Regions from separate parts of the Mus musculus genome. Here regions 2, 3, 4, 5, 6 and 7 are each linked to region 1. The links are chromatin contacts, called in public Hi-C, HiChIP or PLAC-seq and promoter capture Hi-C maps. All regions are on one chromosome and are shown on one strand. Each heading gives the region's core, a stretch centred on a gene start, on an enhancer-like site or on the middle of the called end of the contact. The rest is flanking DNA. Distances are from core to core; before and after follow the strand shown. Region 1 holds the start of Smap2 (small ArfGAP 2). Region 2 holds the start of Trit1 (tRNA isopentenyltransferase 1). Region 3 holds the start of Mfsd2a (major facilitator superfamily domain containing 2A). Region 4 has its middle 24 kb from the start of Cap1. Region 5 overlaps Ppt1 (palmitoyl-protein thioesterase 1). Region 6 has its middle 28 kb from the start of Ppt1. Region 7 holds the start of AU022252 (expressed sequence AU022252).

Evidence for each region. Promoter capture Hi-C pulls out the DNA fragments that hold promoters and counts their contacts. A called contact is a pair of places that touch in the nucleus more often than the background predicts. HiChIP or PLAC-seq counts read pairs in DNA pulled down with a chosen protein or histone mark.
Region 2: a promoter capture Hi-C map of pre-B cells shows a contact between it and region 1. The contact joins the promoter of Trit1 here to the promoter of Smap2 in region 1. A contact is called at or near these places in 13 of 39 promoter capture datasets (the 3T3-L1 cell line, 3T3-L1-derived adipocytes, the C10 cell line and 8 more), 2 of 484 Hi-C or Micro-C datasets (B cells and cortical neurons) and 9 of 115 datasets of contacts at active chromatin or transcription factors (SST interneurons, bone marrow-derived dendritic cells, embryonic forebrain and 4 more).
Region 3: a contact with region 1 is called in a promoter capture Hi-C map of stem cell-derived epiblast-like cells, with 10 times the contacts expected there. The contact joins the promoter of Mfsd2a here to the promoter of Smap2 in region 1. A contact is called at or near these places in 15 of 39 promoter capture datasets (the 3T3-L1 cell line, cranial neural crest, embryonic stem cells and 8 more), 9 of 115 datasets of contacts at active chromatin or transcription factors (the 230-238 cell line, T-cell acute lymphoblastic leukemia, astrocytes and 6 more) and 1 of 9 other capture datasets (embryonic stem cells).
Region 4: a promoter capture Hi-C map of hippocampal neurons shows a contact between it and region 1, with 7 times the contacts expected there. The contact joins the enhancer-like site here to the promoter of Smap2 in region 1. A contact is called at or near these places in 7 of 39 promoter capture datasets (the C10 cell line, cranial neural crest, embryonic stem cells and 4 more), 1 of 15 datasets of contacts at CTCF or cohesin (large pre-B cells) and 1 of 115 datasets of contacts at active chromatin or transcription factors (bone marrow-derived dendritic cells).
Region 5: a contact with region 1 is called in a promoter capture Hi-C map of pre-B cells. The contact joins the enhancer-like site here to the promoter of Smap2 in region 1. A contact is called at or near these places in 9 of 39 promoter capture datasets (the 3T3-L1 cell line, cranial neural crest, embryonic stem cells and 6 more), 1 of 15 datasets of contacts at CTCF or cohesin (large pre-B cells), 2 of 115 datasets of contacts at active chromatin or transcription factors (the NIH/3T3 cell line and embryonic forebrain) and 1 of 9 other capture datasets (pancreatic islet).
Region 6: an H3K27ac HiChIP or PLAC-seq map of large pre-B cells shows a contact between it and region 1, with 11 times the contacts expected there. The contact joins the enhancer-like site here to the promoter of Smap2 in region 1. A contact is called at or near these places in 5 of 39 promoter capture datasets (cranial neural crest, embryonic stem cells, frontonasal cranial neural crest and 2 more) and 2 of 115 datasets of contacts at active chromatin or transcription factors (astrocytes and large pre-B cells).
Region 7: a contact with region 1 is called in a Hi-C map of B cells, with 5 read pairs. The contact joins the promoter of AU022252 here to the promoter of Smap2 in region 1. A contact is called at or near these places in 1 of 484 Hi-C or Micro-C datasets (B cells), 2 of 115 datasets of contacts at active chromatin or transcription factors (bone marrow-derived dendritic cells and microglia) and 1 of 9 other capture datasets (liver).

The regions. Positions count from the first base shown.
Region 1 is chr4:121,015,708-121,019,118 of GRCm38.p6, reverse strand. It overlaps Smap2 (small ArfGAP 2), which reads left to right and starts at 1,872. Exons shown (of 10, transcript NM_133716.3): 1 at 1,872-2,370. The coding sequence starts at 2,268.
Region 2 is chr4:123,014,721-123,018,131 of GRCm38.p6, reverse strand. Trit1 (tRNA isopentenyltransferase 1) reads right to left here and starts at 1,539. Exons shown (of 11, transcript NM_025873.3): 1 at 1,349-1,539. The coding sequence starts at 1,522.
Region 3 is chr4:122,959,460-122,962,870 of GRCm38.p6, reverse strand. Mfsd2a (major facilitator superfamily domain containing 2A) reads left to right here and starts at 1,683. Exons shown (of 14, transcript NM_029662.2): 1 at 1,683-1,930. The coding sequence starts at 1,838.
Region 4 is chr4:122,908,039-122,911,449 of GRCm38.p6, reverse strand. No RefSeq gene overlaps it. Among named protein-coding and RNA genes, the nearest start is that of Cap1, 24 kb to the right of the region's middle. Within about 2 kb of position 1,744, at least 30 of the 459 cell types and tissues checked have an H3K27ac peak or open chromatin away from gene starts, as enhancers often do. A contact at or near this core is called in hippocampal neurons, where this site is marked.
Region 5 is chr4:122,857,714-122,861,124 of GRCm38.p6, reverse strand. It overlaps Ppt1 (palmitoyl-protein thioesterase 1), which reads right to left. Exons shown (of 9, transcript NM_008917.3): 9 at 1,950-3,411. It overlaps Cap1 (CAP, adenylate cyclase-associated protein 1 (yeast)), which reads left to right. Exons shown (of 13, transcript NM_001358035.1): 13 at 908-2,077. The coding sequence ends at 991. Among named protein-coding and RNA genes, the nearest start is that of Ppt1, 23 kb to the right of the region's middle. Within about 2 kb of position 1,819, at least 49 of the 459 cell types and tissues checked have an H3K27ac peak or open chromatin away from gene starts, as enhancers often do. A contact at or near this core is called in pre-B cells, where this site is marked.
Region 6 is chr4:122,806,824-122,810,234 of GRCm38.p6, reverse strand. No RefSeq gene overlaps it. Among named protein-coding and RNA genes, the nearest start is that of Ppt1, 28 kb to the left of the region's middle. Within about 2 kb of position 1,909, at least 12 of the 459 cell types and tissues checked have an H3K27ac peak or open chromatin away from gene starts, as enhancers often do.
Region 7 is chr4:119,231,054-119,234,464 of GRCm38.p6, reverse strand. It overlaps AU022252 (expressed sequence AU022252), which reads left to right and starts at 1,741. Exons shown (of 5, transcript NM_001012400.2): 1 at 1,741-1,882; 2 at 1,996-2,111. The coding sequence starts at 1,804. It overlaps P3h1 (prolyl 3-hydroxylase 1), which reads right to left and starts at 1,550. Exons shown (of 15, transcript NM_019783.2): 1 at 1,035-1,550. The coding sequence starts at 1,508.

The DNA.
Region 1 (3,411 bases), core at 623-3,122:
TGGAGCAAAGCCACCCGTGAATGACTCCAGCGCCAGAAAATTGGATGCCCTTTTCCTGGACTCCAAGGGCACCTGATCTGTTATGTGCAGACCCACATATAGACACACATACACATAGTTAAAAATTAAAACTAAATCTTAAGGCCAACATATTGCAATGCCTCTAATCCTAGCACTCAGGAGGCAGAGGCAAGCAGAACTTTGTGAGGTCAAGGCCAACCTGGACTACAGAGTGAATTCAGGCCACCCAGGGCTATATAGGGAGGCCCTGTCTCAATAAAATCAAATAAAAATTTAAAAACGACTAAGAGAATATCAAATCTGATGGACCTGTCTTAGGAAAATACTATATGAACTTGGACGTTTATGAAAGTAAGTTCTTTGAGACTTCACTGGAATGAAAAGGTTTGGAACAGGAATAAATTATTCTGATTAATAATGTAACAAATATTTTAATTTCCCTTTATAATATATAAATATTATATATTACAATATATAATAAATAAATATATAATATAAACATTTTGAGGGGAGCCTGGTCTTGGGAGAAAGTAGAGATGAACAAGACTGCTGTCTTAGAGGCAAATAAACACTTTGTCTTGCTGGCCTCCCTGGTCTATTACTCTAGCCTTCAGAAGAATCCCTTAAGAGCAAATATCAGGAAGTAGCGTTCTCTTCCCCTTTAGCACATCCTGTTTTTTCTCAGTCTCTTTTAAGAATTTGATGAGTGAAGGGACGGAATGCATACACAGGAAGATGGCCGTGGGTTCAAGACACTATTTGTAACAAGAGAGGCTTTGGAAAATAATACCTAATAACCATTTTTAAGTAGCTGCTTATTCCATGTTACCCTATAACTGGCTCTCCCCCAAACAACCTGAGAGATGGCTCAGCAGGTGAGAGAGTTTGGTAATCTCTCATAGGACCCTGGTTCCTTCCCCAACACCCACATCACACACCCTCATCCATCAGCTGAAACTCCAGCTTCAGGTACTGCAATGCCCTCTTCTGGCCTCCTTGGACACCTACACACACACACACACACACACACACACACACACACACGCACGCACGCACGCACGCACGCACGCACGCACACGCACACGCACACGTACGCACTCACACACGCACGCATGCACACACACGCAAGTAAAGGAGGCTAGGTATGGTGGCACATACCTTTAATCCCAGCACTTTGGAGGCAGTTCTCTGTTAGTTCGAGGCTATCCTAATCTACAATATAAAGTTCCAGGCCACCAAGGGCTACTTAGGAAGAACCTGTTCAAAAAAAAATTTTTTTTAAAGGAAAGAAAAGTTCTGCCTAGACACTAGTCAGAGCGATGCTCAAAAAGGGCAGTAGTCACAGAGAAGACTAATGTATATCAGCGGCAGGAGGCATTCCAAGTTAGAAGTGATCACGAGGGAGGGTGTAATGTCTCTTTAACTCGGGTCAGAGGGTGAGTCCTTTTGTCTCTTGAAGGAAAGACTAACCTAAAGGAGTCTGGGATAGCCACAACCCTTGTATTATATAAGGATAATAAACACACATCTTATAAAGGTTGCTGTGAAGAGCATACTGTGATAATTGATAGAAAGCGCTTAGAGCAGTACATGGCACACAGTATGAGCTCTGTAAATGTTGGTCGTTCCCTTCACTTTATTCTCTTCACTCTCCTCCCTCTCCACCCGGCTTCATTCATTCTTTTCCAAGGGCACGCAGGGGGCGTGTCCTCCCTCCCGCCGCTTCCACCTAAGCCCCGCCCCCGGCTCTTCCCGGATTGGTTCCTAGGAGGCGGAGCCAAGGGGAGAGCCCAGTGCAGCGCGGTGGGCGGGGCGCATGCGCGGGTTGGGCTGGGTGGAGGAGGAGAGGAAGAGCTGCCGGAAGTAGGCGGTGGAGGTGGCGGCTGAGCTGGTCGCAGCTGCCAGGGAAACCGAGGCGGGAAGCACAGCGGGCAGACCCTCAACACTCGGGGTCAAGTGTGCGTCCCGCACGCCTGAAGCCGGGAGCTCGCTCCACCTAGGCCACTTCTGGGGTCCCGCAGCCTCCGCGAGTCCCTGCCTTGCCCGAAGCCCGCCAGGGGGCGCCGCGCTGAGGGGCTGAGGGGCTGCGGGGCGGGGGCGCTGACGGCTCTGACCCCGGGGCTGCTCCGGGCCGGGCGAGAGGACCGCCTGGGCGGGGACCCCAAGGCCTCAGCCCCGGACAGAGGCAGGGGTTCTTGGGGGGTGCAGGGGGCGCGTCGCCCTCTGCCCCCGCCGGCACCCTGGCCATGACAGGCAAGTCGGTGAAGGACGTGGATCGGTACCAGGCGGTCCTGGCCAACCTGCTGCTGGAGGAAGATAACAAGTTCTGTGCTGACTGCCAGTCCAAAGGTAACGCATCCGGGGCGCCGGCGGGGGGCCAGCTGCGGGGCGGCGGCGTGGCGATGAGCTGCGATGGCCTGAGTGGGGAGGGGGTTCTGGAGCTCAGGGCGAGTCCTCTTCGTATGACCACGCGAGCCACCCTCGCTCATGAGCTTGCTGGGTTTCCTCGGGCTTGGGACTTGGGGTTTGGTGTGGGCGAGTGTGTGTGTGTGTGTGTGTGTGTGTGTGTGTGTGTGTGTCAGCGAAGTGGGGATGATATAGTGGGGGGTGGGGTTGCCCGGTGTGTTCAGGTGAGACTGTCTATGTTGCAGACTCTGAATGGCTTCTGGGCTCGCTGTCATGCAGAGCTGGCAGCCTTTTACTTGGCAAAGCTGTGGGTGAGCTGCAGTGTGGTGGGGGTGGCGGTGGGGGTGACGAGGAGGAAGGTGAGATGACTAAGAGAAAAACTGTCGAAATGATATTTAAAGGTGGCATTCCTTGCTGTCTGCTATGTCGTTAGCAGCTCCTGTCATTTTACCACCTTGTTGAGCTCAGACCGAGTGCTTAGGTGGCTTTCTTCACCCAGGTCGTGTGCACTGAGAAACAGCTACCTTATGCAGTGACACAGTGCGGATTTCTAGGTAGTCTAGCCTGGGTTGTGGAGGCCTCATGCGTGTGTGGTGAGCGAAACTAGCAGACCTGGACTGTAGTGCAGGACCCGTTCAAGCAGGGAGAAAAGGAAGCAAGGAATTCCCCCAATTCGTTATTTCCCTGGTGATTACACCTTTAGAGAGGAAATAGAAATTGGCCACAACCACTTAGCCTTTGTTTTCTGTGTCTGTAAAGGTTCATGCTGTGTTACAATTAAAGGTCAATATGGTAGAAAATTTACTAGTGAATTCTGTACAGCTTTGTAGGTAGGAGCAGCTATAATTGGGAGGGGGTATTTACTTTAGTTCATTTCCTGAATTTGCCATGTAGCATATGGGTATAAAGTAGTATAAAGCATTCAGATGTGTGTGTGTATTAATGTTGAGAAAAGCAATAGATACTTAGCCCATACTTCATGTG
Region 2 (3,411 bases), core at 290-2,789, 2.0 Mb before region 1:
TGAACCCGCCCACCTGAAAATGCTCTATAAGTAGCTCTGTTCACTTATTAGCTCTGTCTTACTCTATGTTTAGCCAGACTAACATTCCCCAATATAAGGAGTTTGGTCTAATGTACATATACACACACACACACAGTCACCATAGTTTTCACTGTTAACATATTTTTTAAACACTTGTAATAAGTGCTTCACATATATTTCATTTAATGATCACAAGGTTGTTTTTTATATTCTTCCTATTTTAGCAAAGGAACAAAGGTATCTTTGTTCATGTAGCAAAAAGTTGGGGGAAAAAAAATCTGGCTGAGATTCAGTTCAAGCTAAACTCTTTATCTCCCTAAGCTGGCACAAAGCAGGCTGCAAACAACTATTTGTTACATTACCTTACCTTTTAGTATAAGCTGATGATCTTATCATGGAAAAATAAATTATGAGGGTAGAAACAATGTCAGGAGCCTTATGAGGTAAAGTGGGGCAAAGAATTAATTACTAATTTTAGGTTACTAACCATGAGTTCTGCGACTGGTTGTATATGTTCGACACCTTTGAACATGCCTAACAGCTGTTGTAATTCTTCTCACATTCACCCAAAATGTCACCTACTCTCTAGCTCAAATGCTCCTACATCCCCGAAAGTCCTCTCGCAAAGAGGACAAAAGGATTAAAAAACAAAAACAAATAAACAAAAAAGCCCTCAGGTTCAGCCAATATTTACCACAATGTCTGACCTTCGAGCTGGCCTCCCTCTCTCCACTGTAACACTCCAATGTCTCACTTATTAAATACTTTAGCCTTGTGATTGTGGGGCAAATGACATTTCCTCCACTTTACAAATATAATATTCAAGTAAAGGGCACTGTTGATCTGAAGTCACGAAGCCAGTGGCTGCCTCTGACTGCTCTAGTGCCCAAGAAGACACTCACAGGTGGCATCTGACTTACCTTGGGCTAGAATTAGAATTATGGCAAAATTTGGGAATAATTAACTTACTGAAATTCACCGGATGTCAACCTTAAACGTTCCACTATCTCTCCTCCATTTATTTGCAATGTGCCACGCACAAGGTCACTTCACCTCCCCAGCCCCCAACATTTTTATCCATAAATGAAACTGTTGGTACTATCTACGAAAGAGTAATGGCCTGAGAAGTTACTTAGCGATCACAGGACACAATGGACACTGTCTGCCATTGGAATGGGTACCTAGCAGGTGTGGGTTCCTTTCATCTGGATCCCCATACGCCTCGAGGTTCACCCACTACAGCCACGCGACAGGGTGTCCCCTAGTCCAGAGGCCCGCACGCGACCTCCAGGGTTCCCAGGCCCCCGGGCCAAGCACGCTGCCATACCTGCATGGAGTCGGCGCTGACGATCTCGCCGCCGAGCCGCTGGCCTAACTGCAGAGCCAGGGTGGACTTGCCAGTCCCAGTAGCCCCGAGAATCACTACAAGTGGCAGTGTTCGCCGCAGGCCTCGGAATCCAGAGCTCACAGGAACTGCTCGTGCAGCAGCCGCAGCCGCCATCTTGAAGGCATCTGAGCATGCGCCGAAGCAGCTGTCCCCATGGCAACAGTCAGTGCGCCGGCGCGGATCTCCGGCTCAGAACGCGGGGAGGGTGGAAAGGAGGAAACTGTGGGACAAAGGTACCAAGCTTAGGAGGCCCATGACGTAACTGCCTTCGACTAGCTGAGATTAGCCCACCGACTTGCTTTCTCAAAGGAGAGATGGCAGCCCATCTAAAATATTTCTGTCTACATTGCGTCCAGGCACCCAATTCTTTTTCCTCATAGCATTAATTCAAGAATAAAACTGTATAACTGGCCTCTGGTTTATTGTCTGAGTTCTACCACAGGCTGTTAATTTCACAAAGACAAGAAGCACATTCTGACTAGTTCATTGCTGAGTCTCCTGTGCCTAGCACAGGCACCCACCAATGATTAAATGGACAGAGAAACGACTTGCCTACCTTAGCGTTGGATTTAATAAGCTCAGAGAGTGTCCGATTCTCAGTCATTCTTCAAAATCAGATCTGTCCAATTCTCAGTCAAGAGCATGGCTCTAATGTTTGAATTCCACACTCATTTAGACACAATCAGAAAGCAGGACAAAGCTCTGCGTTGGCATAAAGCAGTCAAGAGATAGGCTTAAAAGCAAAAGAACAAGCAAGTGAATGACAACCCAAAAATTAGAAGAGGAAGCAGAAGAAAATCAAAGGGTAAAGCAGATACAAGTGAGGGAAAGAAAAATCAGAATCAAGGATGGCCAGACTTCAAGATTCCACACACCACTTTGAGAAATGGCTTTAAGAATCCAGAGAGATGGTTTAACATGTAAAGTTGCTGGCAGCCAGATCTGATGACCTGAGTTCAATCTCCAGGATCCGCATGTGGAAGGAGAGAGCTGATGCTGACCTCTGTACACACACACACACACACACACACACACACACACACACACACACCACACACACTGAAGTTTAAAATTAAGAAAGAATGGTTATGGAACCCGATGAACCTAGATTCAAATTCCAGCTCTCAGACTTATCAGCTGAGAGCTGATTAATTCTCATCAGAATTAATTCCATTAGCAGCATTTTTTTTTCTCTTTGTCTGAAGACTGAACCCAGGCCCCCCCTGGGTGCTGAATATACACTCTAGCACTGAGCTGAGCACACTTCAGACCCTTACTTCACCTCTTAACCTCAGCAATTTTATCTTTCCATTCTTCCAAGGATTGCCATAAGGAAAAGGTGAAATAATGTCTGGAAAGTGCTTGCTTCAAATGCACTGGCACATAACAACCACCATTTGTTAAACAGTTTGTGTTATTATAATTGTACAATCCCATCTGCCTCCCTAAATAAGTAAGAGCAAAAGCCTAAGGGCAGAGAATCTTTCAATAACGTGTAAAGATGCTTAAATACCCCTTCTGCTAACCTCTAGCTAGTTGGGCAGTTTAAGGGGTCTGAGGATGCAGGTTTAGTGGTAGAGCATTTGCTTAGTCAGCATGAGGCTCTGGGTTCAGTCAGCACTTGGGATGGGGGCGGGGGCATAAGTGCTTTTTCTCTGAGACTGCTTCGGTCTAGCTCCTAGGTAAAGCCACGAGTAGTCTGATATGTTTTGTAATGTGGTGGCATGATGCAGCAGGAGGAGGTGCCTCAGCATGGGGCCGCTGAGACCCCCACCCCCAGGTATCAGCCACCCAATGGGTCTAGTAGGAAATGTTTATTTGAGGGATGAGAAGGGAGTGGAGGCAGAGAAAGAAAGGGGACAGAGAAGGGCAGAAAGAGAGAGGAGGGAGAGAGAAGGGAAGAGGTTGGCTGGGAAAACGTGGGGAGGGGGCAGAGAGAGAGAGAAGAGAGAGAGAGCAAGCCTGAACAGTCAGATAATAAGAGCCAGACTAGTACCTGGCTG
Region 3 (3,411 bases), core at 434-2,933, 1.9 Mb before region 1:
GCGAAATGTTTCCTGTACAACTTCTTGTCTTATCCCCCAGACAACGCTATTAGGTAGGTCCCTATTTTGTACACAAGGAGGTTAATAAAGTTGTTCAGGAACAACTAGATAGCCCGTCCATGGAGGTGCCTGGGGTTTTTCTGAATGGGCTGGCTCCTCTGGTGCTTCAGCTCACACTCACTGTGATTTAGTGGGATATGGGAGTGAAAGAGATAGAGTTCTTATTTTCAAGGAGGGCATAATCTGGCTCGGTTATTCAGATCACTTCTGGAATGCTGCCATTCAAAGGAGTGAAGAATTTAGGGCTGGAAGAGACTGTACAGGACTCCATAGCTTCCCTCCTATAGTATGGAAGAGAGAGAGGGCAGTGTGACAGTGGGGACAACAGGCCTTCTTACAGTCTTCACTATTTCCCTTGGCTTGTTTCTGGACAGTGATGTGCCAGGGCACACAAGGGTGCTGTGGCCATTGTGGAGGAGTCAGATCTCAATAGCTCTTCCCTGCAATCTGAACTAAGAGGAGGGGAAAAAAAAAAAGCTTGACACTGAGAAACACAGGTCCTGTGTGAGCGGTCTCTGAGAGTCTAAGCAGTAACTTCACTGAAGAGGGAGAGCTGGACTTGACCCAGGCTCCTGGGGATCTGTGAAGGCTGGAGTGCCATTAGCAGAGGTGGAAGGAAAGGCAGCAAAGACCGTTCTCTGCTGGCACCTATGCCTGGCCTCTGTTTAGATGATGACGGTCCTCCCTTCTTTCAAGGACCACATTCCTCTGCATGCTCTTTCTCAAAGCTTTTCTTTTCTCTTCTCTCTTTTCTTTTCTTTTCTTTTCTTTTCTTTTCTTTTCTTTTCTTTTCTTTTCTTTTCTTTTCTTTTCTTTTCGACACAGAGGGCTGCTGGCGTCTTGTATCTCCCAGGGCTTCCTGTCTGGGAGCACAGACATAGCTCAGCCTTCTGTAATTTATGCTGAGGGGCAGAGCAGGAGAGTTATGAGTAAAGACTTTGGAACTGGACAAAACCTTTCTGGCCTGTCTGTGTCGCAACAGCTGTTCTTCTTGTGTCCCCCTTTCCTGGGTTGTAAAATGGGGATAATAATAGTACCACCCTCAGATGGCGTTCATAAGCACCCAGTGAGGTCATGTTAAGCCTGTTAGAAAGCTACCCATAAACGGCTGCTGTGGCCATGGCTCCTTCTTAGAACTTGCGAGTTCCCCTGCCTGGAAGCGGTAGCCACTGGACTTGGTAATTTTTCTGTCCCATTGAAAAAGGCCCCTACTTTTCAAAGGGAGGAAGAGGAAATTGTCGATCTTGAGACACGAGGGACATTGATAATGAAAGTTACAGCCCATGGCCTCAGGTTTGGGGGAGGGGAGAAGCCACCTGACTCCGGATTTTAAAAGGAGCTGATGGGGATTCAGAAGTCAAGGGCCACAGGCTCTACTCAGGGAAAACTCACTCTGGGGGACCTCGGACAGGTCACTTTCAGCCTGGGACTTCAGTTTCCTCGGGCGAGTCAGGTGGGTTTCTCAGCTTTGCTTAGGTAGTTAGGAGCACGCGGTGTGGGTTGCCGGCTTTGAGAACGTGGCTGAGCAGCGAGGCTCCGCCAGCCGAGATGGGCAGGCGCGTGCAGGGATTGGCTGGAGGCGCAGGCCCGAACCTTTAAGAGGCGCGGAGGGGACGTGCTAGGGAGTTTTCATCGCCGGCGTTCCTGGTTTGCTAAGTGCTAGCGAACGTAGTAGTGGCTGGGGCTGCGCCTAGGATCGGAGCCACAGGCGAGTGCCGGCCGGCAGAACACAAGAGCATCCCGGCGTCCCGGTCCCACGCGGCGTGGCCCGCGGGTCATGGCCAAAGGAGAAGGCGCCGAGAGCGGTTCCGCGGCGGGGCTGCTCCCCACCAGCATCCTCCAAGCCAGTGAACGGCCGGTCCAGGTGAAGGTGAGGTCCCGAGAGGAGGGCAAGGGGTGGTGGGCCGGCCGGGATGTGGGTATAGGGGCGTCGGAGACTAGGTCTGGCCTTGGGACACTTGGCGGTAACAGGGTACAGCGAAGCTTGAAAAAAGCAAGGAGTGCTCTGGGACCGGGAGTGATGGAGAAAGTCTGAAGCCCCTTTGCACACCCCTACAATGGGTTTGCGCCAAGAGAGGCGCCGGCAACTCTACGCGGCGTGGGGCTCTCCCCAGCGCTCTAGGTTCTACTGTGCTGAGCCACACTAGTTTCTCTCCCTAGACCTGAAGAGACCCCAGAAGTCTGAGAGTCCCTTTGGTTCTCCATCTCTCACCACCCCCCACTCTCGTGCTTTAACTCTGAGGAGGGCCACTCAAGTTCATTCATAAGAACAAGGGCTTTGCTCTTAAAGGAGCCGCATACCGAAAGCGTTTGTGTGACTGAGGGTTCACATGCACAGAGCTCCGCGTGTCTCGACATCCTCTCTCTCCGATCCGTTCTAACTCTTTGGATCTATTTAACCACACCATGAAACCATGCGGCCCCAGGAAAGGAATCTCTCACAATATAGCTAATTGGGAGGTGCTTAACTTTTCCTTTTAATTTTATTAACTGTTCTTGGAAGAAACGAGTAAGCAATTATGCTGTTACCATGTATGAGTAATCTCTACTTTCCCTGGGCAACCTCAGCCTCCCCTAGTGCTCCACCCGGAGAGGGCTGAGCCCTGCACCTGGAGCCCTTTTTACCCCTCTCCAAGGTCCCCTAGGAGCTGGAAAGGGTGCGTGTTAGGCAGATGGATGGTAGGACTGCTCAAGGGTTTGCCTGGAGCTGAAGACTCCCTACAGGGGCCCGGGAACTTTGGGACAGATTGAAAGAACAGCTGAGGATGCAGCGGGCTGGGCGCCCCCCCCCCTTCTGGTGCACTCATCCAGGACGCAGGTGGATCCTAGCTGCTGCGGGGCGTCAGGGAGGGAGCCTGGGCTGGGCTCAGGGAACTTTTGGCAGCAAGAGGATTTTCAGGTTGTGGCAGCTAGTGCCAGGTAGGGACAGGCCCATTGCTACCGCATGCTCTTTCTGGGTAACTTGGAAAGGAGCTGAGGGCCTGGGAGAAGATTTTATTTATTTATTTATTTATTTATTCATTTATTTTCTTACTTATTTGAGACAGGTTTCTCTTTGTATCCCTGGCTGACCTGGAATTAGCTCTGTAGACCAGGTTGGCCTCAGACTTTACAGATCTGCTGGGCTCTGCCTCCCAAGTGTTGGTGCCACTACACCTGATCTGGGAGATCTTTAAAGATGGAAGGTGATAGATTTCCTCAGAGTCTGGGGGTGGAGGGATAAGTCTGGGTTTAAGGGCAACTTCCTGTGGGGTTGGGGAAGTGAGATTTCCCTAGGTGGGAACTGGGCAAGGTAGAACTGTTCCTCTTGGCCGAGTTGGCTGGAGAAATAAATGTCTGTGCCTCTGGCAC
Region 4 (3,411 bases), core at 495-2,994, 1.9 Mb before region 1:
CATCACTTCTTCTGTCCTTGGTTTCTCTTATTCACTCACTAACCATGAAATGAATGCCTCTGGGTCCCAGGTCACCCGAGCACAGTTGTGAGAGTGTCTTCCCTGATCGTACAGAGTTTTCATTCTACTCGGAAGATAGGAAAGTGAACACACAGTCTTCCAACGTCAGTGACCCTGCAGATTAGATAACCTGAAAACGTCATTGTTCTGAATGCTTAGCCACAATGGGTTAAAAAGCCAAGAGGTACAGAATTGATTCATAACACAGCGAAATCTCCAGGGTCCGGAGCGAGTGCGGCACTGAAATCCAGGGTGGTAAGTATGAGAGAACAGATAGCAATGCTATTCCAACATCTGGAAATATTCTGGCGTATACTTCAGGTGGGAGGACACTACACAAGGGTGTGGATATCAGGCGGGTGGGAATCGTTACGAGCTACTTTGATGGCTGAGTTCCACAGCCCACCTGGCAAAACACTAAACCAAATAAGGTGCTGGCCAGCCAATGGCCAGATGGCATGGACTGGGGATGGGAGGACCGAATTATGCCAGGGTGAGGGGTTAGAGAGATACCCCAATAGCCAAGAGTGCTTGTTGCTCTTCCAGAGGATCTAAGTAAGGTTCCTAGCACCCACACGAGGGGGAGAAGGGAGCTTTGCAACCACTTGTAACTCCAGCTCCAAGGGATCTGCTGCCCTCTTCTGGCCTGTATAAGCACTGCACATATGATAACAATTCCCCTTCGCTGGTATCGTATAATTTCAACAAAACAAACAAGCAAACAAAAACATAAAACGAAAATAAAGTCAGGTGTGGTGGCACACGTGTTTAATTCCAGTAATCTGGAGACAGAATCAGGAGGATCTCTGTGAGTTCAAGGCCAGTCTGGTCTACATACAAAGTTCCAGGCCAGCCCCTACCTCCACCAAAAAGACCCCCCCCCCATCCTTCCCAGGTCAAAACAAAAGAAAACAAATCCAAACTCCGAACTAAACAACCAACCAACCAACCATATGAAACCTACACATATTAGGGGTAAGACTGACTGTAAGTGGGGAGCATACCGTTTCTTTTATGTATCATTTTTTTTTGTAGAAGTGTAAGTTACATATAATACTATGCATAAAGTTATATATATATATATTTACAAGGCAGTTAGCTCGGTGGTGGACATCATTAATCCCAGCACTTGGGAGACAGAGGCAGGTGTATCTCTGAGTTTGAGGCCAGCCTGGTTTATGGAGCGAGCTCCAAAACAGTCAGGGCCACACAGAGAAACCCTGTCTCGAGGTCCCCTACCACTCCCCAAAAAGGTAATTATCCCTCTCTCATCTTAGAATTATGTGTGTTGTGTATAGTGTGTGTGTGTGTGTGTGTGTGTGTTGGTTAAATTTGTTGTCTGTCCACAGATTTCTAAGGAGGAGGATCATGATGGAACCCAGGGTGTGTGGGGATCGGGGATGGAGGAGGATCATGACGGGACCCAGGGTGTGTGGGGGTTGGGGATGGATGCCATTGCTGGACACGGGTTGTGTCTTTTTGGAAGGAGCTGAGTGTGTCTTTTGTTTGCCTTTGAAATAATCATATTATGTTAGACAGAAGCATTTTAAAACTTGTATATGGTATTTTAAAACGTGGGAAGATGTTGCTTGGCAACCCGCAGTTGGAATGCGGAGGACATCTGTTGTTTTCCTCTATCAGCGTTCTATCTCTTTCTTTTGGAGAAGGCCCTTCCCACACTGCACACTGTCTCCGTGGGGCTGTCAGTCACGGTTCAAAGCCCCTCTTGTCAGAGGATGACATCCCATCACAACAAAGCCGATTGGGAGTGCTTCCTCTTGGGAAAAAAAAATAGTGGGAGACGAAAGGGCAAAAACCACGCGGAGCTGATTAACGCCAGGGTAGGTAGCGGTATTAAGAGATTTGTCTGTAATCTGCATATCTGGAACCAGCACGACCCTGTATATTTTAATATAACACTCGACTGCTCTGGTTGCAAGTTTTTCCGGATTGTACCGAGTCTATGAATCTTTCACGTTTTTTCTTTCAATAAATATTTTAAATTTTGACATAAGATCTTGCTAGCTAGCCCAAGTATGAAGGGATTAGAGGGCATGAGCCACCACGATCAGCTTTATGCCCCTTCTTAAATTTGTCAGAGCTGGTTCCTGTTACTGGTAGCCAGGGAACTCCTTTGACATTAGCTCAGCGGGGAGAATACCAAAGCAAAGAGGAGGGGGCAGAAGTGAGTGAAATTGCAATGATCAAGATTTTTCAATACACCTTCATTGGCAATTTTCTCCCCAGCATGCCTCCACAGTGTGCAAAGTTAGGAAAGCTTTCTGGGAAGATGCCAGGAGTTTCTGACACATTGAACTCAGAACTACTCCCTAAGGTGTGGCTTTATAAGATGGGTGCTACAGGCAGGCAAGAGGGCTCAAGTAAAAGCGTTTGCTCTGGAAGCCAGAGGGGCCTGAGTTTGATCCCTGGACTTAACCAGTGGTGGATTCCAGAAACTTGTCCTCTGGTCTCCACACATGCACAGTGGCACCAACATACTTCATACACACAGACACCGTAATAGCAATAGCATGCAGTATACAAACCTCTAGGAACTGTGGTTTGTGTGGACTGCGATGTGAACAGTGTCTTCCTGCTGTGTAGTATGGTCCCTGTGGCTCTCTCTCTCCTTGCCTTTTCAAGTCAGTCCTTTTGATGAATTTGTTCTTTGGTGCCTCCTCTGACCCTTGGATTTTTTTCTCAAGCATACAACTGAGCTTCTACATAAACAGTTAAAACCTAATCAAGCACAGATTGATTTTTTGTTGTTGTTGTTGTTGCTGCTGCTGTTTTGTTTTGGGAGCTTGTTGTTGTTGTTTTGTTTTTGAGACAAGGTCTTGTTATGTAGCCCTGGTTGGACTAGAACTCCATATGTAGACCAGGCTGGCCTCAAACTCACCTCTGCCTCCTTGTGTTGGGATTAAAGGAATATACCACCACATTGGTCAGACTGATTTCTTAAAAAAAGGAAACTATCAATTCAGATGAATATTTTTAGATTTATTATTTATTTTATGTACATGAATACACCATTGCTCTCTTCAGACACACCAGAAGAGAGAATCAGATGCCATTACAGATGGTTGTGAGCCACCATGTGGTTGCTGGGAATTGAACTCAGGACTTCTGGAAGAGCAATCAGTGCTCTTAACCCCTGAGCCATCTCTCCTGCCCCAGACTAATTTTTTTTTAAAGATTCATTTTATTATTTTTAAAGAGTTGTTTTTTTTTTTTAAATTTACTTTTACTTATGCATCTGTGTATGTCTATGTATGTATGTGTGTCGGTGCCTATGGAGGCCAGAAGGGGGCATCGGATCCTCTGGAGCTGGTGTTACACATGGTGAGAGCT
Region 5 (3,411 bases), core at 570-3,069, 1.8 Mb before region 1:
ATCCCAAAAGTCCCCCATACCCTCCCCCCCACTTCCCTACCCACCCATTCCCATTTTCTTGGCCCTGGCGTTCCCCTGTACCAGGGCATATAAAGTTTGTGTGTCCAATGGGCCTCTCTTTCCAGTGATGGCCGACTAGGCCATCTTTTGATACTTATGCAGCTAGAGTCAAGAGCTCCGGGGTACTGGTTAGTTCATAATGTTGTTCCACCTATAGGGTTGCAGATCCCTTTAGCTCCTTGGGTACTTTCTGTAGCTCCTCCATTGGGAGCCCTGTGATCCATCCACCAACTGACTGTGATCATCCACTTCTGTGTTGGCTAGGCCCCGGCATAGTCTCACAAGAGACAGCTCTATCTGGGTCCTTTCAGCAAAATCTTGCTAGTGTATGCAATGGTGTCAGCGTTTGGAAGCTGATTATGGGGTGGATCCCTGGATATGCCAGTCTCTAGATGGTCCATCCTTTCGTCACAGCTCCAAATTTTGTCTCTGTAACTCCTTCCATGGGTGTTTTGTTCCCAATTCTAAGAAGGGGCACAGTGTCCACACTTTGGTCTTCATTCTTCTTGAGTTTCATGCGTTTAGCAGATTATATCTTATATCTTGGGTATCCTAAGTTTTGGGCTAATATCCACTTACCAGTGAGTACATACTGTGTGAGTTCCTTTGTGAATGGGTTACCTCACTCAGGATGATGCCCTCCAGGTCCATCCATTTGGCTAGGAATTTCATATGTGAGTACACCGTCACTCTCTTCAGACACACCAGAAGAGGGCATCAGATCCCATTACAGATGGTTGTGAGCTACCATGTGGTTGCTGAGAATTGAACTCAGGAAGAGCAGTCAGTGATCTTAACCACTGAGTCATCTCTCCAGCCCCATCATCCTGTTACTTCCTTTTTGCAGAACGAGTTCCCAGTCCCCGAGCAGTTCAAGACCCTGTGGAACGGACAGAAGTTGGTCACCACAGTGACAGAAATCGCTGGATAAGCAAATACATGGGTCCTGTGCCCTCTCCCTTCACACCATGGGATACATCTGTATGGAGACGGTTCTTTTCTAGATTTCCTCTACCTTTCTGCTCTTAAACTGCTTCTCTGCTCTGAGAAGCCCAGCTACCTGCCTTCACTGAAATATACCTCAGGCTGAGACGGGCGGGACAGCAGGTCAGTGGATCTTCACCGGAAGGTGCAGCTTCTCGGCATCAGCGCAGCTGCACCACAGGCTGAGCTTACAGAGCTTCAGGCCCAGACTGGGGCACCGAAGCTTTCAGCTTTGGGGGTCATTCTACCAACAATCAGTCCCTGAGGGTTCACAACACCCTGGAACCAAACATCAGAATGCACACTATTCTCCTAACAGTGAGCATGGGGGGCAGGAGCCAGGGAGTCTATTAGGTTCTAACCAACCTAGTTTTCATTGTTGACAAGTGAGGCCAGGCTTCCACTCGACCAAAAGCTAAGGATTGCCACCCAGCATTCCAAGCAGACTTGTTTCCTAAAAGCATCCTTCATCTGCATTCCATCCTGGGTCAGCATCAACCACAACATAGCAGGCATTCCCTTGCAGCTGCAGTACAGTAGCAGTGTCCTTTTCTGAGGAAGGAAGTCTTAAACCCTTTCCCCCCACCCCCTGGGATGACTGCCTTGATTCCCATGGGGAACAACTTTAAAGAAAACCACCACAGCATTCCAAGGAGTCTGGCGTTCCTCCTCCCTGCCAGATGACTGTCATTGCCTCCACTCACCCTTCTGCTTGTCACTCGGCAGCTTAGGGCCTCTGCGCAGGAACCTGACTAGGACTATGACCTCCACGGCGGCTGTTTAGGTCTCGACTTACATCAGAATCTTGCACAGCATTGCAAAATCCCAGTGCTCCCTCTAGGACACACTGACCAAAATATGCAACCTTTCCTTTCCTATTTTTTTTTTTTTTTTTTTTTTTTTTTGGTGGGAAAAGAGGAAGAAAGATTGTCCTGTGACTTCTGCCCATTACCTGAGGCCTGTGGAAATAAACCTTTATGTACTTAAAATTATACAGAAAATAGAATAAAGTTAATACCAAACTTGTTTAGTTATTCACCTGATGTTTTCAGTACAGAGATGTGAAAATACTGAAAATGATACCAAGTATAAGAAACTACTCTTTATTATTTTTAAAGACAATCTCAAAACTATTTTTAGATCCTCCCACTTCCTGCCCTTAACCCTCATCCTTTTATTTGAGTAGGTTTGAGAAAGGAAAAGGAAAAACAGGCAGTGGGTGAATTCTGTGGTGCTAATGGTGCTTTCATGAAAACAGTCATTTCTCCAAACCCGTGCTCTAGAGGACCCATCTAGAACATGCTGAGATCTCAGCATGGGCACTAGGGAGTCCATGCTCAACTGTAGGAAATGGGGGATCAGGGTGGTTTCTTCTTTAACAATCAAAGTTATCATCTGTTTAATAGGAGGGAAAAGAAGTCTACAATATTCCCCAATCATTTTCTTGAGGAATCAAATCAGCAGCAGTTTGATGTATGCTGGTAAATAGGATGTAGGGTAGGAATGCCAAAGCCCCACCTTTTTAGACTATTTCTCCCGTTCTTTGCAATGGTGTGACATTTATGCCACTTATAATATTAAGGGCAAGAACAGACACCTGGTTTTCACTTCTATACTCCCTCACTATCTCATAGTATATAAGACACACATTGCTGTAGGCTGTGGTGATGCATGCCTTTAATCCCTGTACTTGAAAGGCAGAGGGGGCAGGTGATCTCTGTGACTGTGAGTTCAAGACCAGTCTGCTCTACATAGTGAATTCCAGGCCAGCTAGGGTTACAAAGTGAGTGAAACCCTGTCTCAAAGAAGAGAAGAGAAGAGAAGGTCCATTTCCTTTCCTAAGCAACCCTGCTGGCAGTTCCCCCCTGTGTGACTAATTCTGTTACTGAGGATTAAGGATACAAGGTGAGCTCTGAAGGGGACGTGATGGTAGGCTTGTGGGGTGACTGCTAGGTACCTCTAGAGGGCAACACTTACACAGGAAAACAGTCTTAAGAAATGATGGGGAAACATCATGCACGGCCCACACAGCAGTGCAGAGAAATTGCTTGTGTGAACATCTCAGACCTGGGCTTTTATTTGCTCCAAATTTGTATGGGTTTTGCCCTCAGAGCTTGTCTCTTTTTCACTTCTGTCTCTTTTAGGCACAATTACTGATCTGCAACAACAGACTCCCATTTCTTAAACGGGAGCTTGACCATATCACAAAGTTGTAAAACAATCTCCATGGTTATTAGCTAATTAAACTTGAATCCAACACCATATGGTGATAGCAGGCGGCAAAGGATAAGATTGAGATCTTAGATCTTTCCAAGTAGGGTATGTTAGATGATAAGAGGAGAGAAGGGCTGGTTGCAGGCTAGATTA
Region 6 (3,411 bases), core at 660-3,159, 1.8 Mb before region 1:
TCAGTTGATGTTTCCTCTCAGATGTCTCTAGCTTGTACCAAAACTAGTTATCGTAAGTGGGTACTGAGTTTGAGTTTGGCAAGAAGGACCCTGGAGGTGGATGGTGGTGACAGTTGTACAATGTGGACTCAAGAGCTGAAGAGATGTCTCAGCAGTTAAGAGCACCAACTGCTCTTCCAGGAGACCATAGTTCAGTTCCCAGCACCCATGTCAGGTGGCTCACACCCACCTGCCACTCTAGCTTCAGGGGATCTGACACCCTGGTTTCTGTGAGCACCCGAACACATATTTGCTCACTCCCACACAGACACATACAGCTACACATAACTAAAAATAATAAAAATAAAATTTAAAACAATAACATGGAGTCAATACCTCTGAGTAATACACTAAGAAATAGTTAAGAGTGATTCCTAAGCTAGCACAGGACCTGCAGAATCTACATAAAAGCTGCATGTGGTCTACACACACATGGCTTGCTGGCCACCAGCCTGCTCCAGATTCAAGAGAATTAGGTAGAGTATGATAGAGTGGAACACCTGATGTCCTCTAGCCTCTGCATGGAAACAGCAGAGCACACTTGCACACGTGCACATACACTACACACACACACACACACACACACACACACACACACACACACACACACCGGTTAATTTTAGGCCAGGGTGATGCTATCTGTTTGTAATCTCAGCAGTTAGGAGACAGAAAAAAAAATAGGGTTTCTGTAAGTTTGACGCCAATTTGTACCAGGCCAGCCTCAAAACCAACCAACCACCCACCCACCCACCTAACTAACCAACACCCCGCAAAAATCAAGGGCTGAAGAGATGCCTTGGTAGTTAAGAGCTCTAACCACTCTTCCAGATATCCCTGGTTCAATTTTCAGCACCCACATGAATGCAACATCAGTTCTAGGGATCCAACTTCTTCATCTAGCCTCCCCCGAGCACTATACACACACATGGTGTGCAGTTATATATGCAGGCAATACACCAAAAAAAAACCCCAAAAGAAAATATATTTTATTATTATTATTATTGTTATTGTTATTATTGTTATTATTTGTGTTTCTCTGTGTAACAGCCCTGACTGTCTTGGAACTCACTCTGTAGATCAGGTTGCCTTCAAACTCACAGAGATCTGCCAGCCACTGCCTCCCTAGTCTGCAATTAAAGGCATGCACCATCAAGTCTGGCCTGAAAACAAACATTTATTTTTAAATGTATTCTTTCATACAATACATCCCAATGGCAGCCTGCCCTCTCCCAGATCCATTCTCCATTTCTCTTCAGGAAAGAGCAGGCTTCCCAGTGATACCAGCTGGCTTCTCAGTGATACCAGCTGAACTCAGCATAGCAAGATGCAATAAGACTAGGCACAAACACCCATATCAAGGCTGGACGAAGCAACTCATAGGAGGAAAAGGGTCCCAAGAGCTGGCAAAGAGTCACTGATATCCCTTCTCCCTCTGTTAGGAGCCCTACAAAAAAACCCAAGTTAAATAAACACAGCATGTATGCAGAGGACCTAGCACAGACCTAGTGTAGGCTCTGTGATTGCCACTGCAGTCTCTGTGAGCCCCTATGAGCCCTGCTTAGTTGATTCTGTGGACTGTGTTTTCCTGGAGTCCTCAACCCTTCTGGCTCTTATAATCCTTCCTTCTCCTCTTCTACAGGTTTCCCTGAGCTCCAGCTAATGTTTGAGTGGGTCTCTGCATCTGCTCCCGTAAGCTGCTGGAAGGAGCCTCTCTGATGTCAATTGGGCTAGGCACCAATGTATGAACATCATTAGGAATCATTTCAGTGACTTTTTTCTCCCTTTTCAATTGTGTTTGGTTCTACTCTAGGTATCTGAGCCAAACATTCAGTTTCCAGTTCCTGGAATCCAGGCAATGTTGGGCACGGGCTCCCTCTTGTGGCTTGGGCCTGGTTATACCAGTCTTTGGTTGGCCACTCTCACAAGCTTTGAGCCACGATCTTGCAGGCAGGACGGGTACATACATGCTGTGCATACATGCTGTGTTTATTTATGGGTTGAAGGTTTTATGGCTGGATTGGTGCCTGGGTCCTGCCACTGGAAGCCTGCTAGGTTATCAAAGATGGATGATTCAGGCTTCATATACTCCATTACTAGGAGTCCTTGCTAGGGTCATCTTCATGGGTGAAGGAAGTTTCTGCTGTGTTCCTAGAAATGTTTCAGTATTCTGGTAATCTTTTCCTGTACTCCTTCCTCTGTCCCTCACTTCCTCACCCAATTCCCTCCTGTTTCCGTCCCCACCCACCAAGTCTATCCACAAATTATATTTTTCCTCCCCAGGGAGAACCCTGCATCCCCCTAGCCTTGTTACTTAGACTCTCTGGGTCTGTGGATTGTAGTGTGATTATATTTTATTTAACAGCTAATATCCACTTGTGAATCAAAATCACGTTTGTCTTCCTGGGTCTGGGTCACCTCACTCTGGATGTTTTAGTTCCATCCATTAGCTTAAAATTTTTATAATGTCATTTTTTCTCTAACAGCTGAGTAACACTCCATTGTGTAAGCATACCACGTTTTCTTTATCCATTCTTCTGTTTGAGGGGCATCTAGGTTGTTTCCAGTTTCTGGCTATTAGGAATAAAGCTTCTATAAACATAGCTAAGCAAGTGAGAGTGGGGTAGGATGGGACATCTTTTGTGTATGTGCCTAAGAGAGGTAAATCTGGGTCTTGAGGTAGATTGATTCCCAATTTTTTCTGAGAAACAACCATATTGATTTCCATAGTGGCTGTGACCTACCAGCAATGAAGGAGTGTTCCCCTTGCTCCACATCCTTGATAGCATAAGTTGTCACTTATGTTATTGATCTTGGTCATTCTGACAGGTGTAAGATGAAATCTCAGAGTAGTTTTGACTTGCATTTCTCTGATGGCTATGTACAATGGAACCAAACTGAAGCCATTTTTGAATAGAACTTCCATTTTGAATAGGAGTCAAATACATTTTAAGTTCCAAGACGTCCCTGGATAACAGATATCCTGCTTGGTAGAAAGAGACATTACTGTGGGTAGTTGAAATCACAGTTGGCAAGCTGAAATGAGACTGCAAGGCAAATCATCCTTCCATATCTGTTGTCTTAGTTAGGGTTTTATTGCTGTGAACAGACACCATGACCAATGCAAGTCTTATAAAGGACATCATTAATCCTTTATAATCCTGACTTACAGGATTCAGAGGTTCATCCCAGTATCATAAGGTAAGGAGAATGGCAGTGTCCAGGCAGGCATGTCACAGGAGGATCTGAGAGTTTTACATCTTCATCCAAAAGAAGCCAGGAACAAATTGTGGAGGGTCTCAAAACCCACACCTACAGTGACACATTTCCTCCAACAAGGCCACACCTCCTAATAGTGCCACTCTCTGGGTCAAG
Region 7 (3,411 bases), core at 492-2,991, 1.8 Mb after region 1:
AAAGCTGGAGTTTCCCTCCTTTGTCTCCCCCCAGTCCTAACTTAGCTACATAACCTTTTTTGTTAGCCCTTAGTACAGTGACTCCTAGCAGTGACACAAGGAAAAACAAAGGAGCAATCATTTTAACCACCTGTCCAAGAACTGGAATGTAGTAGGTGCTCAATAAATGGCAACGAATTTTAAGTAGTGCTATTAAGTGGCATGACCCAATCAGTAAGAACCCAGTCATCCCAGCATGCTTTCCAGTAACCAGAAGGAACCGAGGGGACAAAGCAGAAATCTGAGGTCCCCACGAGCCTCTAAGTCTTTCTTTAGGTAGAACTGAAAGGTCTGTGAAACTGTTGTAGCTATGTAGTCTGCATGAGCAGCCCACCCCCCTAACATGGGACTAATATCATTTACTCAAAGGATACTGTATGTATCAGGGCAAATGAGGCAATAAACAAACGTAAAGTGCTTTAACGGAGTCCTGGAAATATATGTTACCAGTCATCACGGGCAGACAAGGCTGGCGTTCCAAGCCCGCTTATTGACTTGGCCTTAAATCGCTGTGGCATCCCAAAAGACAGTCATTTTCTTAAAAACAAAAAACCCAAAAATACTAGCTAGAGGGTCCTCCACAGGGCGGAGCCAGGCAGCCCCTGCTGGCGACGTGGCAATCCCACGTCCTGAAAGAGCGCTGCTGTTGGATTAGGGAGCAGGGAAAGCATGATTGGAGAACGAACCGGAAGGAAGATGTTGCAGAAGCACTTGGACACTTGCAATGAAGTACTGCTGGGAGACCCTAGCGGCCGCCTCGGTTCCCTCTAGGAGGCCTTCCCAAAAGAAAAAGGTCAGGTTTTTCTTGGCTTGGGCTGTCACTACTGGCTGGACCTTTAGGGTTAGCATCTGCCCATAAGAACCGGGTGAAGCTCCCAAAGTCCGCCAAGAGCTCCCTAGCCAAGAGGTCCCTTGCCTCCCTGCCGTCTCATCCCTGCTCTGCTCCCCAAGTTCCCCAGGTCGCTCCCGGCCACCGGGCTCCGGACCAGTCGCACCTTGAAATAGGCGACCTGCAGGTAGTTGTACGGGCTCCGCTTGTTGAACTCCAGGTCCAGTTCTTCACTCAGCAAGTGGGCAGAGGGCGGCCCGAGGCAGCGGCGTAGGCAGGCGGCACGGCGCAGCACGGCTCCGAAGAAGCGCAGGTCGTGCAGGGCGGCGGCGCCCGGGTCCTGGCTCAGGCTGGGGTCCGGACCGAGATCCAGGTCCGGTGCCCACGGCAGTTCGGTGGCACAGCGTGTGCGGCAGCGCAGGCGGAGGGCACGCAGGGCCGCCCGCGAGCGCAGCGCCCGCTCCATGTTCAGGACCACCCCGGGCCAGTCCCCGCGCGAGTAGGCCGCGGTCCCCTCTGCGTAAAGCAGGTCAGGGGCTGCCACGTCCCATCCCGGCTCAGACTCCGCCGCAACCCGTAAGGCGGCGGCGGCGGCGACCGCTAGCATCGCTGCCAGCAGCCTCCTTTCGCTCACCGCCATGGCCTTGCTCCTCCACTTAACGGGACTGCTCGCCTGGGGCACATTCCAGAGTCCCGCCCCCCACAGAAGCCACGCCCAGAGACGAGCCACGCCCCAAGTCCAGAAGCTCGTGGCAAGGAAACTTGTACCGCCTCTTGCTTTCAACCAATCCAAACACTTACTCTTCGTGAGGCTCCGCCTCTAATCTCATGCGCACAGCTCAATGGACTGAGAACGAGAAAACCCCGCCCACAAGCTGTTGTGCGCCTGCGCTTTAGACTGAGCTCCCTGCGGGTGGTGGGACCGAGGTGCTGTTATGGCGGACCCCGGGGTTCCCGGCCGGTACGAAAGTGGTACGGGAAATCTGGGGGTGAAGGAGGCGGCGGGTCCTGGAGGTAGGTGGGACTGAGTTGCCTGGGTAGGAGGTCGCAGCCGGGTGGCTCTTTCCTGCTGGCTCACGGAAGGCTGAGGGTTTCAACTTACGCCTGTGTTCGGGTGTGTATCGCAGGAGCCCTGGTGGAGCTCACCCCGACCCCCGGCGGCCTGGCTCTGGTGAGCCCCTACCACACCCACCGGGTCGGGGACCCCTTAGACCTCGTGGCGCTCGCCGAGCAGGTGCAGAAGGTGAGGAATAGCCATCTCCGTACTTTACCCTGCCTCTTTGGGCTCGGGACAGCCTGTGAACTCGGCAGTACTGAAGTTACCATTCCATTTCACACGAAGAGGATCACTCTATCCCAATTCCTCTGTTGTTGTTTGTTTTGAGACAGGGCCTTTCTACATAACTCTGGCTGTCATGGAACTCTCTATATTATAGACTAGGCTGGCCTCGAACTGACAGATCCACCTTCCTCCCCCACCCTCCAACCCCAAAACCCTATGCTGGGATTAAATGTATGGCTTCTATACCAAATTCTTAAATAGTCACATTTTATTCTGCTTCCCATAAGGTCTTTATCTGTTACCCAGGAGCTTGTGGAACTTAAATATATGCTCTTTCTTTCCTTTTTAAAAAAACAAAACAAAATAAAACAAAAACTGCTGGGGTTGTAGTTTACTGTTGCCTAGCCCTGAATTTGATTCTTAGCACTACCAAAAACAGCATGCAAAAAGGCACAGGGTAAAATTCCTATTGAAAAAAAGACCACACACAATAAAACTGGAGGTAGTTTCATTTGCTGTATAGCCCAGGTTGGCTTTGAATTCAGCCTCCCAAAGGCTGGGTATTACAAGGGTCGCTGTCACACATGGTGAATTTCAGTGGATACAGTCAGTATTACTATGTCCAGAGCTTAGGCGTCGGTTTCCATAATAGGTAAAATAAAGAAGATATGCAAAATAATGGAAAAGACCGTAGAAGTTTTGACAGATTGGTTTTGATTGTTTCTCTCTGGAGCTCTGGATCTGTAAAATGAGATCTTTGAGGTGGAGAGGCTCATAGGGCTAAGTGGGACTCCAGTTTCCTTCTCTTAGCAAGACTTCCCCTGAAGACTCTTTTACAGTGTCGGAGCCTGGCTGCTTTAAAAGCTTCTAGTGTTCTCTTTCTCTTGTATAAACTAGCTTATTTGGCAGTTATCGTGTTCAAGAGTTTGTTTTGATCAAGAAAATTAATGATTGACATGCCAAAAATCCCTCACACAAAAAATGTCTGTTGTAGTATTTAAGAAAAATTCAAATGTTTAGAAAAACCTTTTTAATTAAAACTTTACTTTTTTTTTTTTTTTAAGAGAGGTGGGCTCAAAAACAGGCTTAGAAGACTATCACGTGTTTGTTTAATCAGGCTGCTATTGGAGGGAGGTAGCTAGGGACAAAATCTTGGGCAATCAACACTTTGAGTTTCAGAGTGACGGTAGTGGACTCAGCCACAGAGAGAACACAGCTTTTTTTTTTTTTTTTTAAGATTTATTTATTTTATATATGTGAG